Regions from separate parts of the Mus musculus genome. Here region 2 is linked to region 1. A link is a contact called in public promoter capture Hi-C data. All regions are on one chromosome and are shown on one strand. Each heading gives the region's core, a stretch centred on a gene start, on an enhancer-like site or on the middle of the called end of the contact. The rest is flanking DNA. Distances are from core to core; before and after follow the strand shown. Region 1 holds the start of Cyp24a1 (cytochrome P450, family 24, subfamily a, polypeptide 1). Region 2 overlaps Dok5 (docking protein 5).

What was found. Promoter capture Hi-C pulls out the DNA fragments that hold promoters and counts their contacts.
Region 2: a promoter capture Hi-C map of liver shows a contact between it and region 1. The contact joins the enhancer-like site here to the promoter of Cyp24a1 in region 1. A contact is called at or near these places in 9 of 39 promoter capture datasets (the 3T3-L1 cell line, the C10 cell line, the HPC-7 cell line and 3 more), 4 of 15 datasets of contacts at CTCF or cohesin (the NIH/3T3 cell line and embryonic stem cells) and 12 of 115 datasets of contacts at active chromatin or transcription factors (astrocytes, craniofacial prominence, embryonic basal ganglia and 8 more).

Annotation. Positions count from the first base shown.
Region 1 is chr2:170,493,000-170,500,259 of GRCm38.p6, reverse strand. It overlaps Cyp24a1 (cytochrome P450, family 24, subfamily a, polypeptide 1), which reads left to right and starts at 3,115. Exons shown (of 12, transcript NM_009996.4): 1 at 3,115-3,743; 2 at 3,896-4,086; 3 at 4,843-4,936; 4 at 6,088-6,184. The coding sequence starts at 3,486. Gm16796 (predicted gene, 16796) reads left to right here. Exons shown (of 3, transcript NR_040367.1): 3 at 494-903. It also overlaps a transcript of Pfdn4 not described here.
Region 2 is chr2:170,874,610-170,881,869 of GRCm38.p6, reverse strand. It overlaps Dok5 (docking protein 5), which reads right to left. Exons shown (of 8, transcript NM_029761.4): 8 at 2,095-2,696. The coding sequence ends at 2,632. Among named protein-coding and RNA genes, the nearest start is that of Gm35033, 100 kb to the right of the region's middle. Within about 2 kb of position 4,184, at least 17 of the 459 cell types and tissues checked have an H3K27ac peak or open chromatin away from gene starts, as enhancers often do.

The DNA.
Region 1 (7,260 bases), core at 1,866-4,365:
ACTCACACACACTCACACACACTCACACATACTCACATATACACACTCACACATATTCACACATACACACACTCACACAAACACACACTCACTCTCACACACTCACTCACACTCACACACACTCACTCACACACACACTCACACACACTCACTCACACACACTCACTCATACACACACTCACACACACACACACACACACACACTGTCATGTGTGGTTGCATAGTAGAAAGGCTAGGGTCTAATGAATCTAATCAATCTTTGCAGGAGATAGTTAGGATTTCTCAGAACAGTAGAGGTGGCCTGGGCAGATCTTGGGAATGGGGTTGGCTCTTAGGAGCCACTTTCAGATCTTTCTTTAGGAATTTCTGAGAGGTAATGGCTGCATGCCTCACAGAGGCCATGGAATGAGGGAGGCCCAAAGCCCAGGAAAGAAGGTTAAGTTCCTGAGAGTATGCGCAACATAATCACTTTGGTGTTCTGAACCTCTTCCAGGACTGACAAATGTCCCACTCAATGGACCTCCAATAAACTCTATGCTGAGACTGGGGACTCTCCCCAGTGAACAGGAGACATGGACTTCTATGAATCTGAAATTCTCTAATTTACTTCTATAAATACACTAGCTAATAATTTCCTGTACTTCTGAGTATCTCTTTGTAATTCATGAAGCGGTCTAGTGCTAGCATTCAGTGTGGCACATAAGTTTAATCCCAGCACTCAGGAGGCAGAGGCAGGCAGATCTCTGTGAGTTCAAAACCAGCCTGGTCAACATAGCAAGTTCCATGACAGCCAGGACTACATCGTGAGACCCTGTCTCAAAAACAAAGCAAACAAAAACTGTCTAACGTTAAACTCCCAGGAGAATCTACTTTGTCTGAAACCTGTCTCGGTCTTGATCATGCAAAATAAAAAAAAAAAAAAGGAAAAGAAATAGTAGCTCACTGGCTGAAATAACAAGACAGTTGTCACACACACCCAAGGATGGGGTCTTTGCAGCATCCAGGCACAAGTGAGAAGAGATGCGGAAATAACACCTCCCTCTAAGGATGCATGCTCTCTGCCACTCTCTGCCACGTACCCAAACGAGAAAGTTCTGATCCCACCCTCCTCTGGGGCACATCGTCATGGAAGGAATACTTCCATCGCCATGGAAGAGAGTGATATGATTGGCCAGGTGATGTTAGGCATGGTGAAATAAACCATCAGCCAACACTCTAGAGGTGGAAACAGGAGGATGAGGGGTTTGAGCTAGCCTGGGCTATGAGACTGTCTCAAGAAAGCAATAGAAATAATGATACATATGGATGTCGATGCTGAAGAGTCAGGCTGGGTTAGAAACTGGGATCCAAATGCCATTGGGGCTACTAATGTCTGTGACAATGGGCAGGGGGGTGGGGGTGGGGTTACGGTTCTTTCACGTGTTTTTGATGTTGAGCTGAAGTGAAATTTGTCTCCTGGCACATACACAGCAGAGAGCTGCCTTGTCTGGCCTCAGTAGGAAAGGATATGCCTAATCCTGCCAGAGACATGATAAACCACGAGGGTGGGGGTGGGGGGTATCCTCTCAGAGGTGAAGGGGAAGTGGAGGGAGGAAGTGTGAGGGGATGGGGGAGGGGGCAGCATTTGGGAGGTAAATACATAAATAAATTATCAATCAATAAATAAGTATTGGAGTGAAATTCCAGTTTTGTCACAGGCTCTTGAAAGTCTAACATATGGTACTTTCACATGGCCTACAGTGCACTACATATATTATAAAATGTATGTTTCACAGAAACACAAGAGACTACATGAACTTATAGTGCATGCCGTATACACGACAGTGCATATTAACATTGATCTAGTGGATTTCATATAAATTATTGCATATATGCAGTTTTTGTTTGTTTGTTAGCACGACCTCTTAGGGGAAATTCGAGACGACAGTATTGGAGCACAAATCACAAATTTGCAAAAGCCTTTCCAGAAGCAGACAGGTGTTTACGGAAGACTTTGCTATTGCTTGGGTCACAGTAACCTTCGGTCAGGTGACTGGAAAGCCGAGGAGGAAAGTCTCTGCCTCCTGCCTGGTTGCTGGCGCTTGGCATTGGAACAGCAGGAAACAATATGAGTCACTTTAAATCAGTGAAGACCAATTTCCTTTCCAGAATTAGGAAAGTGAGCTCTAATCTATCCAGATACAAAAGCAAGGGTGCATCTGTGGCTAACTCTGCCTGCTTTAGGGAGAAAGTGGGGGCGCTTAGGAATCGGTGGGTGCCTCTGCTCTGCGAAGGGTGGGCGGTGTGCAAGAAGGAAAGGCTTAAGGGGACATTGGGAAGCACTCCAAAGGAACCAAGCCATGCCCTCAAGGCACTCCACAGTCTCCCGCAGAACTAAAGCCACTAGCATCCTTTGTTGAGGACATACACCTGTGTACGTGCATTCATTTATTCGGTTCCCTAACAACCCAACCCGAAGCATCGAGGAATCTGGTAAGGAAATTCTGCAAATCGCATTGGGCTTTCTTGCCTAGCTTAAGACCCTGGGTAAGAAAATTATCTCCGCCCCCCCCCCCCCCCCACTTGTTGGTATATCCTAGTAAGTTTCAAATCCTCTCTTCCTTCAGAGGCTCAAAAAGGCAACATTCATCCAAAGGAAGTCCAGCTCAGGCTACGAAAACTTGTCTCCCGGGATGTTGGGAGGCAGGCTCGCTCTCCACTCTCTTGGCAAGCGCGGGCGGTCTTCCGCACTGTCCTCAGGAACCTTGCCCGCCCTGAGTGGCGATTGTGCAAGCGCAGCCTTGGGCTCCTGCAAGGCCGGCTGCAACCTGCAGGAGGAGGGAGAGGAGGCGTGCTCGCAGCGCACCCGCTGAACCCTGGGCTCGACTCGCCTTTCTCAGGTTATCTCCGGGGTGGAGTCCACCACGGTGCGTCCGCCGGGCCAGCAGCGTGTCGGTCACCCGAGGCCCCGGCGCCCTCACTCACCTCGCTGACTCCATCCTCTTTCCACACCCGCCCCCCGCGTCCCTCCCATCCTTGCCAGTCGGTCCCCCTCCGCCCTTATTCAGCGTGCTCATTGGCCACCTCCAGCATGCCCTGTTCCCATAAATACGAGGTCCCTAAGCCCGGGAGCTCGGGGAGGCACAAGGAGGTACATCAGACCTGGCGGCATCCCTTCGACCCTCCTTGACCCCTCGTGGCTTTAGACCTTAGAAGTCAAATTTGCAAAGCCACAGAGTACTCGGGCCAAACCCCGGCCGCTCTTCCCCAGCCACTGTGGCCAGCTCAGGGCAGGGACCTGCGCCCTAAACAACTGCACCTTGCAGCATCCCTGGGCATCTGCCTCTTCCAAGTCCATCCTGTTGTACAGTATTTTACCACACCCGCGGCTTCTGTTTGCCTCTCTTCCCCAAATCGCCAAAACTTCAGAACCCAACAGCACTTCCGAAATACCTTACCCATTTCAGTCCCTACTGCTCCTCGAGTGTCACGGGTCGCCTGCTACTATGAGCTGCCCCATTGACAAAAGGCGCCCCCTGATCGCTTTCCTGCGCCGGCTGCGGGACCTCGGGCAACCCCCAAGGTCCGTGACATCCAAGGCGCACGTGAAGCGTGCGCCAAAAGAGGTGCCCCTCTGCCCGCTGATGACCGACGGTGAGACTCGGAACGTCACCTCCTTACCTGGACCCACCAACTGGCCACTGCTGGGCAGCCTACTGGAGATTTTTTGGAAAGGTGGCCTGAAGAAACAGCACGACACACTGGTAAATAGTTTGTTTCCTAATCACCTATTGTCCCCTGTTCCCTATTCCTTCCGGTCGGGGTGGCAGGGGGAGCTCAGGTCAGCAGCTCGAGGCAGAAGCGCCCGGGGCACCTGAGGATGCGCGCTGATGGCATTTGGCCCGCCCCGCTGCAGGCAGAGTACCACAAGAAGTATGGCCAGATTTTCCGGATGAAGCTGGGCTCCTTCGACTCGGTGCATCTGGGCTCGCCGAGCCTGCTGGAAGCTCTGTACCGCACAGAGAGCGCGCATCCCCAGCGGCTAGAGATCAAACCCTGGAAAGCCTATCGGGACCATCGCAACGAAGCCTACGGGCTGATGATCCTGTGAGTCAGTCCCCTCTGCTGGACGGAGACGATGGGAGGCTGGACGTGCGGGACAGTGGGGAAGGGGAGTCGTTAGAGTTCCCTGGGACGTATGGACAACGAATATAAAGCCCCTGCTCTACCTAGAGCTGGTGCCATCCTGAAATTGTGCTGTAGAGAGTGGGTTCCCCTCACAAGCTATTCAGTGAAGGGATGCACACATGCTGCCTCCCCCAACAGGACACATCAAAAGCACCATGCCCGCTTTATTTGGGCTTCACCTTCCAGGTGTCGTCTTGGGCAAGACTTAACCCTAACGTCAAACCAAATATTTTAACGTTGTTTGACAATTTTATACGTGTTTATAATGTATTTCCGGTCGCATTCATCACTCAGTGCCCTCTCTGATACTCCCACCCACTCCTATTGAGATTCTCCCTTGTCCCAACAATTCTCTCTCCTATTTTCATGTTGTTTTTATTTTGTGTTTATAACTCCCTGAGTTTGCTCGCATGACCATAGGTGGGGGTCATTTAGAGCACAGACATCTTGTCAGAGCCTACACCACTGAGGAAAATAACTACCATAAACTATCAGCTCACGGAGAGACACAGTGAGCCTCTTTCGGGTCAGTGATGGCTGATGGCGGCCGCGAATATTCATTGAGAGCTAAGATTCCTGAGACTTTTCCAGGCGATCTTCAGGGTTAGTTTTTGCGCTCCCCGAATCACTGCGCAGCCTCTTTCGTGGTGCTCTAAGCATACCCCTTCTCTGCAGGGAAGGACAGGAGTGGCAGCGGGTCCGCAGCGCCTTCCAAAAGAAACTCATGAAGCCCGTGGAAATCATGAAGCTGGACAAGAAAATCAATGAGGTTTGTGCACTGGGGCCAGCTTTCCTGCGGCTCTCTGCGACAGAGAGCTGTTAACCGGGGGACTTTGGGTCACAGCTCTAAATACAAAGGGAAAAGAATTGTGGATCATGGGTGGTTGAAGGGAGATGCTGTCTCTCTCCGCCTTTCATTCCTTCCTCTTCCCGCAAACTCATCTGCTCCAAATCCTAAAGTAATCCCACCGAGGGAACAGTTACAAGCTTCCTGGGCAGTTCCAAGGCTTCCACCAGCTAGCAGTGAGACCGGGCTGTGTTATTTAACTTCTCGAAGCCGATTTCCCAGTCTTTAGAGCCCCTAGTCTACAGTACTGAATGTGATGCCTGCTTCTAAGAGCCCTAGGCGGCAACACTTGAGGCGGGGACAGGGGTGGCAGGAGCGGGGAGGCTTTGCATTTGTAATAGGAATACAGTGGTAAAGAATCTGGGCGCGGGGTGGGGGATGGGGGCATGTTCCTGTAGAGACCGGTCTTCTGAAAACGTAGAGGAATAAAATGGCATGATGTGTCCAGAGATTTTGTACTCCGTGCTGATGTATGATTCTAAAAAGATTCTGGACCTTACCCGCCCCACCCCCCATCCCCACCATCCCCCTATGCCTGCTTTTCTAGTAAAGTGACAGATTCAGAGTACTTTCAAAGTGCATTACATAAGCAAACTAAACATGCTCCTCTGTTACCTGCCGGCTTTATGAGCCTACATCACACACACATACACACACACACACACACACACACACACACATGCGCACACACGTGCACACACTCACACACACATATACACAAAACAATTGCCAGGGACACTCTTTTTTTTTTTTTTTTTTTTTTTTTTTTTTGGTCTTTCGAGACAGGGTTTCTCTGTGTAGCCCTGGCTGTCCTGGAACTCACTCTGTAGACCAGGCTGGCCTCAAACTCAGAAATCCGCCTGCCTCTGCCTCCCAAGTGCCGGGATTAAATAAAACACACCTGCAACTGCAGTTTCAGTGGCTGCAGGAAGAGCTTAGGGAACAGCACAGGACAGGCCTGGGGGAAGACATCACCACCAAGAGCAGAAACGCCCTCAGAAGAACTCCCTGACCTGGAGGCTTCTCTCTCCCTCCTGTGATGCAGACGTGCCTTTCTTACTGCTTTCTTTAAGGTCTTGGCTGATTTTATGGGGCAAATCGATGAGCTGCGTGATGAGAGAGGCCGCATCCAAGACTTGTACAGCGAGCTGAACAAATGGTCCTTTGAAAGTAAGTTCTTGTTCACTTACGCTACAGGAGATCGGGGGCGGGCGGGGGGGGGGGGGCTAAGGCTCTGGTCTCCATAATGATAGATTATCACCAATCGAGACAAGGCCACACAAACTGGTTTTAGTTATAACTTATACTATAGGTTGTTGGTGAAGTCATTCAACAAATACTTCTGAAGCAAATGTTATGTGCTAGACACTATTGGGTACCAGAGACACAGCAAGGAACAAAATAGACAGCCTCTTTGCCCTCACAAAACTACAATTCTAACGTGACAAATACTGGTAAGGACATTTACAGGGGTAAGAAGGAGCAGAGACATGGGCCTCGGTGAGAGACTCCTCTCTGCTAAGATGAGTGTCAGATTATAAGGGCAGGAACGAGAAACTTAGATAGGTCTCTGCAGATGAGTGTTCCAGAAAATGGAGCCCAGAGTGAAGGCCCCCAACAGGCAGAAGTGGAAACACCAGGCCTCTGTTGTTAGCGTGTTGGCTTGAAGCAAGACAACAGCAGCTGCCCCCAGCTCTGTTGCCTCTGTATTCTACCAGAGACCACAGGGAAACGAGAAGAGAAAAAGAGCTTACTCTGAAGCCTTCTTGTCAAGAAAGCAAAGGGCTCATGGGGCATACACACACACACACACACACACACATACACCAGTGGAGAAACAGCCTGCCTGCAAACCTGAGGACCTGGGTTCAAACCTCACACAAAGCTAGACACGGCAACACAGGTCTGTAGTCCTAGTGCTCCTATGACAAGATGTGAGGTAGAGAGAGGAGAGTCCTGGGATGCTCACAGGTGGGCTAGCCTGGTGTATGACATCACAGTCCAGGTGGAAGCTAGCATAGGGGACACGGGTATTATGTAATTCAAATTTTCTCTGTGCAAAAACGTTTTAAAGACTAAGGAACCTTATTTGAAAATAGGTTGATCCTAAACAACATTATTAAATAAAAAAACAGGACAGGAAAACCCCTGTTCTGGGCTAGCCCAGTCCCTAGCAGGTACTAGAAACCCATTCACTCCATACTCATCCCTCCCAGCCCTTCTCACTGTGGTAGCACAGATCTCCG
Region 2 (7,260 bases), core at 2,935-5,434, 380 kb before region 1:
AGAGTGCAGGTGCATTCTGGGAAGGCCATCAGACCCAAGCCATTAAGTTGCCCTAATCCATTCATTAATTATTAGCTGACTTCAGACCTCTCTCCTGAGATCTCTCCCCTCCTGGGAAAGGTCCTACCCGAGGTGTCCTTGGAATCTCAGCTCTGGAACAAGCAGTGCATTTAGCTTAGCAGGCTTGGGTTTTTAGCTAGGCTGAAGATATGGGGTTATAAGGTGTGTCTATCTCCCCTTTGAGCCTTTCTAGAAATGCTCAAACAGCAATGGGATGTTGAAGTGTTTTGTGGGAGCCTCTGCAATATATATATATATATATATATATATATATATAATTCTGAAACTCATTAGGTATTTTCTTCCATGAAAATAATGGATTCAGAGGAAGCTGGTGTGCAGAAGTGTGCATTCAAGGTGAAGTCTCCCATATACAAAGAACCCCATTCCGAGGATGTGAATCTGACCTTCTCTCTCTCTCTGTCCATCTGACACGCATCTATCAGGGGTCCAGGCTCAGCTCTAGGGCTGAACATTGTAGTTGTCAAACTCAGCAAAGACCATCCAGGATGATTTGAACTCAAGATACAAGGTGCTAAGTGTGCATGGCGAGCTGCATTGTTACAGACGAAAATGGATCCATCTGGGAGAAGGAAGAGCAAAAATTACGTGGGGGGAAAAAAGCTGCAGAGAACCCAGACAGAGTGCAGGTGCATTCTGGGAAGGCCATCAGACCCAAGCCATTAAGTTGCCCTAATCCATTCATTAATTATTAGCTGACTTCAGACCTCTCTCCTGAGATCTCTCCCCTCCTGGGAAAGGTCCTACCCGAGGTGTCCTTGGAATCTCAGCTCTGGAACAAGCAGTGCATTTAGCTTAGCAGGCTTGGGTTTTTAGCTAGGCTGAAGATATGGGGTTATAAGGTGTGTCTATCTCCCCTTTGAGCCTTTCTAGAAATGCTCAAACAGCAATGGGATGTTGAAGTGTTTTGTGGGAGCCTCTGCAATATATATATATATATATATATATATATATAATTCTGAAACTCATTAGGTATTTTCTTCCATGAAAATAATGGATTCAGAGGAAGCTGGTGTGCAGAAGTGTGCATTCAAGGTGAAGTCTCCCATATACAAAGAACCCCATTCCGAGGATGTGAATCTGACCTTCTCTCTCTCTCTGTCCATCTGACACGCATCTATCAGGGGTCCAGGCTCAGCTCTAGGGCTGAACATTGTAGTTGTCAAACTCAGCAAAGACCATCCAGGATGATTTGAACTCAAGATACAAGGGGCACTGTGAAACATACCCCTGTTCCATGTCAAATTTGGACCTCACTTTTATTTTGAAATACCATATAAGCGCCACTTACCTGAAGATCAAGTTTAATTAGGGGACATGACAGCGAGCAAGGTGAGTGCCCCCAGCTTGCTTTTCCAGCCTGGCGAGAACATAACCTCTAATTGTCACGAGATGCAATTGCCATCTGGCACCTCCCCAGTGACACAGCCTGAAGAGCGGGGTGACCTTCTCTTTAGAAGGCCGTCGCCCCTGGAGGCCCATCGGGCAGGTGCCACTCAGTACTGCAATTGTATCTTAATTCCCTTGATGCCCTCGTCTGGAAGAAATTGAGGTTCTTGGCAACAAAGCCAGAGTCTTTATACCTCTGCATGCCTAGAGTCCAGCAGAGCACTGGAGACGAGAAGACTCCAGATCTGATGAATGAATGAATGAAGAGATGTGTCTGTGTCTGGATTTGTGTGAAACACAACGCAAAACCCTGTTCCCAGTGCATTTACCCTCCAGATACACTAAGTGGGGGCACAGAGAAAACTGGCACCGGGACCCGGGGACCGGATGGTGAAGCTGCTTATTCTAAAATGCCTTACGTAAGTGGTCTACTCAAAATAAAGGCTTTTGAGGGGTCAGAGGGGGTTGAGGAGAACGCATGTTCATTGGGTCTTCTGAGGGGGTCTTCCCTGAGAAGAATGAGTGGAAATATTGATTTAATTCACTGGGAATATAACCAAATGCGAGTTCATGACTGAGCCAGAACCCCAGCCCCAGTCACAGAGGGATAGTGCAGAAAGAACTAACGAATACTGAAGAGGCATTTTATTGTCCATGATGACTGTCTTACGACGGAAACACTTACAAGGAAAATCACACAAATCCACAGAGGGACAGACTCAGAGAGGCACAGGGGGCACTTGTCACCAATAGAAAATCAGTCCGTGGTAGCAACACTGACTCCTCTGTCCAGCTATAAAAACAGGGTGGGCTGATATTATCCAGTGCGTTTCCATGAGGTTAGGGCTGTATCTTTAAAAAAAAAAAAGAAAAGAAAGAGAGAGAAAGAGAGAAAGGGAGAAAGGAAGAAAGGAAGGAAGGAAGGGAGAGAGAGAGAGAGAGAGAGAGAGAGAGAGAGAGAGAGAGAGAGAGGAAGAAAGAGAGAGAGAGAAAGGGAAAAATATTTATACATATGTTGTTCTGCAGCGTTTCCCGTGGCCACACACATTAGCAGGGTGCGAAGCTGCTCTTCTTCATCTGCACTCTCCCTGGCTGTCCCTCTGTGTCCTCCTGCTGTGGCTGACACAGCACAAATGTGCTAACAGCTCTTGGCGGTTGCTGTCAGTGCTCAGACCGGTAGGTGGGGAAAGTCTCTGTCCGGTGAAGCTTCAGCGGGCTGGTGACATCTTTTCCAAAAAAAAATTAGAGAGGACAAACAGTTATCTCTCAAGAAAGCTCAGGATCAAATTGGCTAGTACTACAGTTGATTAAATTTACCAGAGAAAAGTGGCCTGTTCAGGACAGGAGACTGTATTCCTAAGGTCACTCACACAGATATGCAAATACGCATCACTAGGGAGTGCGTGATTAACATATCATTTGCATTTGGCCTTTGCCTTCAGCCCTGGTCAGTCCTTAACAGCTGTGTTAACTCCTTAAACTTTCATCTGTAGTTCCTCCCTGTGTCATGAAATTCGGGTGGGGGGGGGGCGTGGAAAACACAGGACTAGGGAAAATTTTGATGTAGACACTCTTTGCAAACCTGACTCAGAATAAGACAATATTGCACATCTTCATATGTCACTGTTAGAAGACTTTAATTTCCTCTATTCCAATTCAGTTTCCAGCCCAATGAACAAGTCAAGAATGCCCCCCCCCCCTTGAGAGGTCACCTGGGAGAGGGGGCCAGGAGAATGGATGGAAATGGGGGGTGAGGTAAGCATCTCTAGGATTGTGCCAGACACTTGGGATGGGGGAGGATCCAGGAGTCTATGAGGGGGACTCTAGCTGAGACTCCTAGCAGTGGGGGATATGAAGCCTGAAGCATCCTGTAGCCAGGCAGGACTCTCAGTGGAGGGATAAGGACAGCAACCCATCCACAAAACCTTGGACCCAAAATTTGTCCTGACTACTAGAAGTGCAGGGACAAAGATGGAGCAGAAACTAAGGAATGGCCAACCAATTACTGGCTCAACTTGAGACCAACCAATCCATGACACTATTAACCACCAACCAGAGAGCCTACAAGGGCTGGATCCAGCCTTCTCCACCCCACACAGATGTAGCAGATGTGCAGTTTGGTCTTCACGCAGATCCCCCAACAACTGAAGTGGGGGCTGTCCCTGACTGTTGCCTGCTTGTGGATCCTGGTCCGCTAATTGGACTGCCTTGTCTGGCCTCAGTGGGAGAGGGTGTACCTAGTCCTGCAGTGACTTGAGGTGCCAGGGTGGGTTGGACCTCCCTGAGGTGAAGGGGTGGGGGGAACGGGGTGAGGGGCCATGTGAGGGAGAGACTGGGAGAAGAGGGCCTGCGATTATGATGTAAAGTGAATTAATTAATTAATCAATTAATCGATTAATTGATTGATTGATTGATTGATTGATTGATTGATTGATTGATTGATTAATGAGAAAGAAAAAAAGGATGCCCTGCGCCCACCTCAGAGTTAATGCAGGGATTGGCAGGTTTCCTCTATACAAGGCCAGAGAGTAAAACTAAGTAGATATTAACAGCAGGGTAGCAGCCACGGTGAACACACAGTGTGTGAGCATGTACATCCCTGTAAAATTGTATTAAGAAACACGGGATCCAGGCTGGAAAGTGCCCAGGAGAAACCGGTTTGCCCAGCCTGACAGCCAAGCACCTTTCATTTTATAAAACCAAGATGTTTTGCTGCCCCCTGCTGGCTAGGGGTAGCACAAGCAGCGATTTTACAGGACTAAGGGAGTTCACAGTGGCACAGAGGCTGGACACAAGGAAGTAGGTGGGGGGAGCTCTGAGAGCCAGCAAGTATGGATGCTTCAGGCACACTTTCAAAACCATATTGTGTGGACTGTTGAGCCAAGAGAAAAGGGTGGTTGGTGCCCTGTGGCTCTGCGGCTCCTGGCCCTTCAACTGACTTTCCGTTCCTCTGTCACAACAGCCCTGACTGACTGAGCCCTTAGGCCTCAGCTAACATCATCCCAGCCTCCCCACCTGAGAAGAAACAGGAGTAACACCTGACACAAACCCAGCTCCCACTTCTACATGATGAAAGGAAAGATGTCTTTCATTCTCCCACGCAGTTCTACTGAGGATTAAGAGACGTGCAAGGGGATTTGTGAGCTGCCACAGTTTGCAGAGTTATCCCAATCTCTGCCCCAAACTAAAACAGCTACAAAGAGAACCAAGGGCTTGGGCCGAATGAAATGGCTCTGTGAGTGCCTGCCTCCAAGCCTGAGAATCCGAAGTCAGTCCTCAGAATCCACATGGTGGAGGAGAGAATAAATCCCAAAAGCTGACCTCTGACCTCCTCACGTATATGTCATCAATTCAAATCACACAGGCACACACACATATGTACACAAGCACACACAGGCACACACATATGTACACATGCACACACATGTGCACACATACATGACCTCTTCACACACACGTGCACACACACATGACCTCACCATTGCATATGTCACCCGCACACATACACACGCAAATTTTTTTACAGATTATTAAAAAGAGAGAGAGAGAGAGAGAGAGAGAGAGAGAGAGAGAGAGAGAGAGACACAAAAGCTTGAACACTTGCAAGCCTCACATCTGAACCCAGGCTAGATTTCTGGCCTGCAGAGGTGGTGACGGGTGTTAAAGTTCCCAGTCTTTCCTCGCCTCCCAGGCAACCTGAACATGTGTTCTAGTCTCTTTCTAATGCCGGAGCTGCAACATAGAAACATAGTATCCACGGGTGGAGCTAGAACTACCTGGGTAGGTGTATATTCCAGCATGTCTTTATTTGGTTTGGTAACAATTTCCTCCTGGGAGCAGAACGCCTGGGTGTGGCGTTCAGGAAAACCCCACATCTTGAGTGAAGTGTGAGGCCCTTGTCAGCAGCTCCTTAAACTCCAGAAGCTTCAAGGGAAACTCACAGACAATGACCACAGGGCCCAAGTGAAAGCCCGTGGCTAAACTGAATTCTTCAGTGAGGTGTGAAAGCTGGGTTTGGCTTCCGACAGGAAATGATGAGCTAGAGGGCCGTCTACCCACTCCCGTGGGATGCTAGAAAGCCAGTACCAGCCTGGGGTCCACACACTTGGGCTCAGGTATACTCTAGCCCACCACATGGCTGACTAGAGGCGGCTGCAGACAGCTCTCAGGTAAAGTTCATAATGCAAGAGACCTTGACAAAGGTCCCACCAGATCCATAATGTCCCCCCTCACTCACTCCATGTCCTCCACGACCCTGCCGATGTGAGCAGGATGACTGGTGTGTTAGTTAGGGTTTTACTGCTGTGAAGAGACACCATGACCATGGCAAGTCTTATAAAGGACAACATTTAATTGGGGTTGGCTTACAGGTTCAGAGGTTCAGTCCATTATCATCAAGTGGGGAGCATGGCAGCATCCAGGCAGGCAGAGCTGAGAGTTCTACATCTTCATCTGAAGGCTGCTAGTGGAAGACTGACTCCAGGCAGCTAGGAGTAGGGTCTTAAAGCCCACACCCACAGTGACACACCTACTCCAACAAGGCCACACCTCCAAATAGTGCCACTCTCTGGGCCAAGCATATTCAAACCTTGACACCTGGCTTACCATCTTTCCCCGTGACCTTTCTTAACAGCAGCACGTGTGTAGGAAGGGTAGCACATGTGCTCAGAAAACGAGTGAACTCCCCAGCGGAGCCACTGGCTCCAAGAATCTATCCTCCTGAGAATGGGCATGAACTTGCACGCTCTGGGCTCAACCCCATGAAAGCATTCTGATCTTAGCACGTGGGCCTGTGACTCACACTGGGGCAAGGGCCTCCTCTCAGAGCTAAGGACCATCTGATGACACTGCCAGGGCCTCAGAGCCTGGGTCCCTTGACAATTGCTCCACCTGTGAGTCCCATGATACTTAGAACGAATTGATTGATGTTTCCAATCCTTAATTCTTTACAATAGAGAAGATGATGAACTGGGGGGGGGGGAGGAGGAGGAGGAGGAGGAGGAGGAGGAGGACTAGCTGCTCTTGCCAGCTCCAGCTGTGGAGGTCATCACCAGGAGGATGGAAATAAGGCCAGCCATATGGTAGATTCCAGCAGGCACACATGGCACCATGCTTTGGTTTCCTGCCTGAGGAATGACACGGGGGCTTGCTTTTCCTTGGTTTCATTTTGAAATGAATGATTTTTATCTGCAAGGCAGACTGGTGAGGGTGCTCTGGAAATCCTGACTCAATGGGAAATCTCTGATGCAAGACTGAAGATTCTGAACGTGACTGATAAGAGGGCTGAGAACGGTGCCCTGAGCTGAGGCCAGGCACTCCACGGCTCACATGAGAAGCCGTCAGGCTCCTCCTCTGCTACCCCCTCCCCAGATCCTCTGCAATGTTAGACTTAAAACAGGATTCAGGCCTGACACTACTATGCTCAGCACCCTCAGCACACCGTGTACAAAGGAGTCTTGACCACCGGTTCCCGTCATCCAACCCCCTTCTCCATACCCCACTCATCTCTGCCTCAGGACATTTGCATTCACCAATCTGACTAGGAAGAACGTTGTCTTGGGCTGGAGAGATGGCTCAGCACTTGAGAGCACTGACTGCTCTTCCAGCGGTCCTAACTTCAATTCCCAGCAACCACATGTGGCTCACAAACATCTGTAATGGGATCCGGTGCCCTCTTCTGGTGTGTCTGAAGACAGCTACAGTGTACTCACATACATGAAATAAATAAATAAATCTTTAAAGAGGAGGAGGGGGGGGGAGAAAGTTTACTTTTTCTCCTTAATCCTCCAT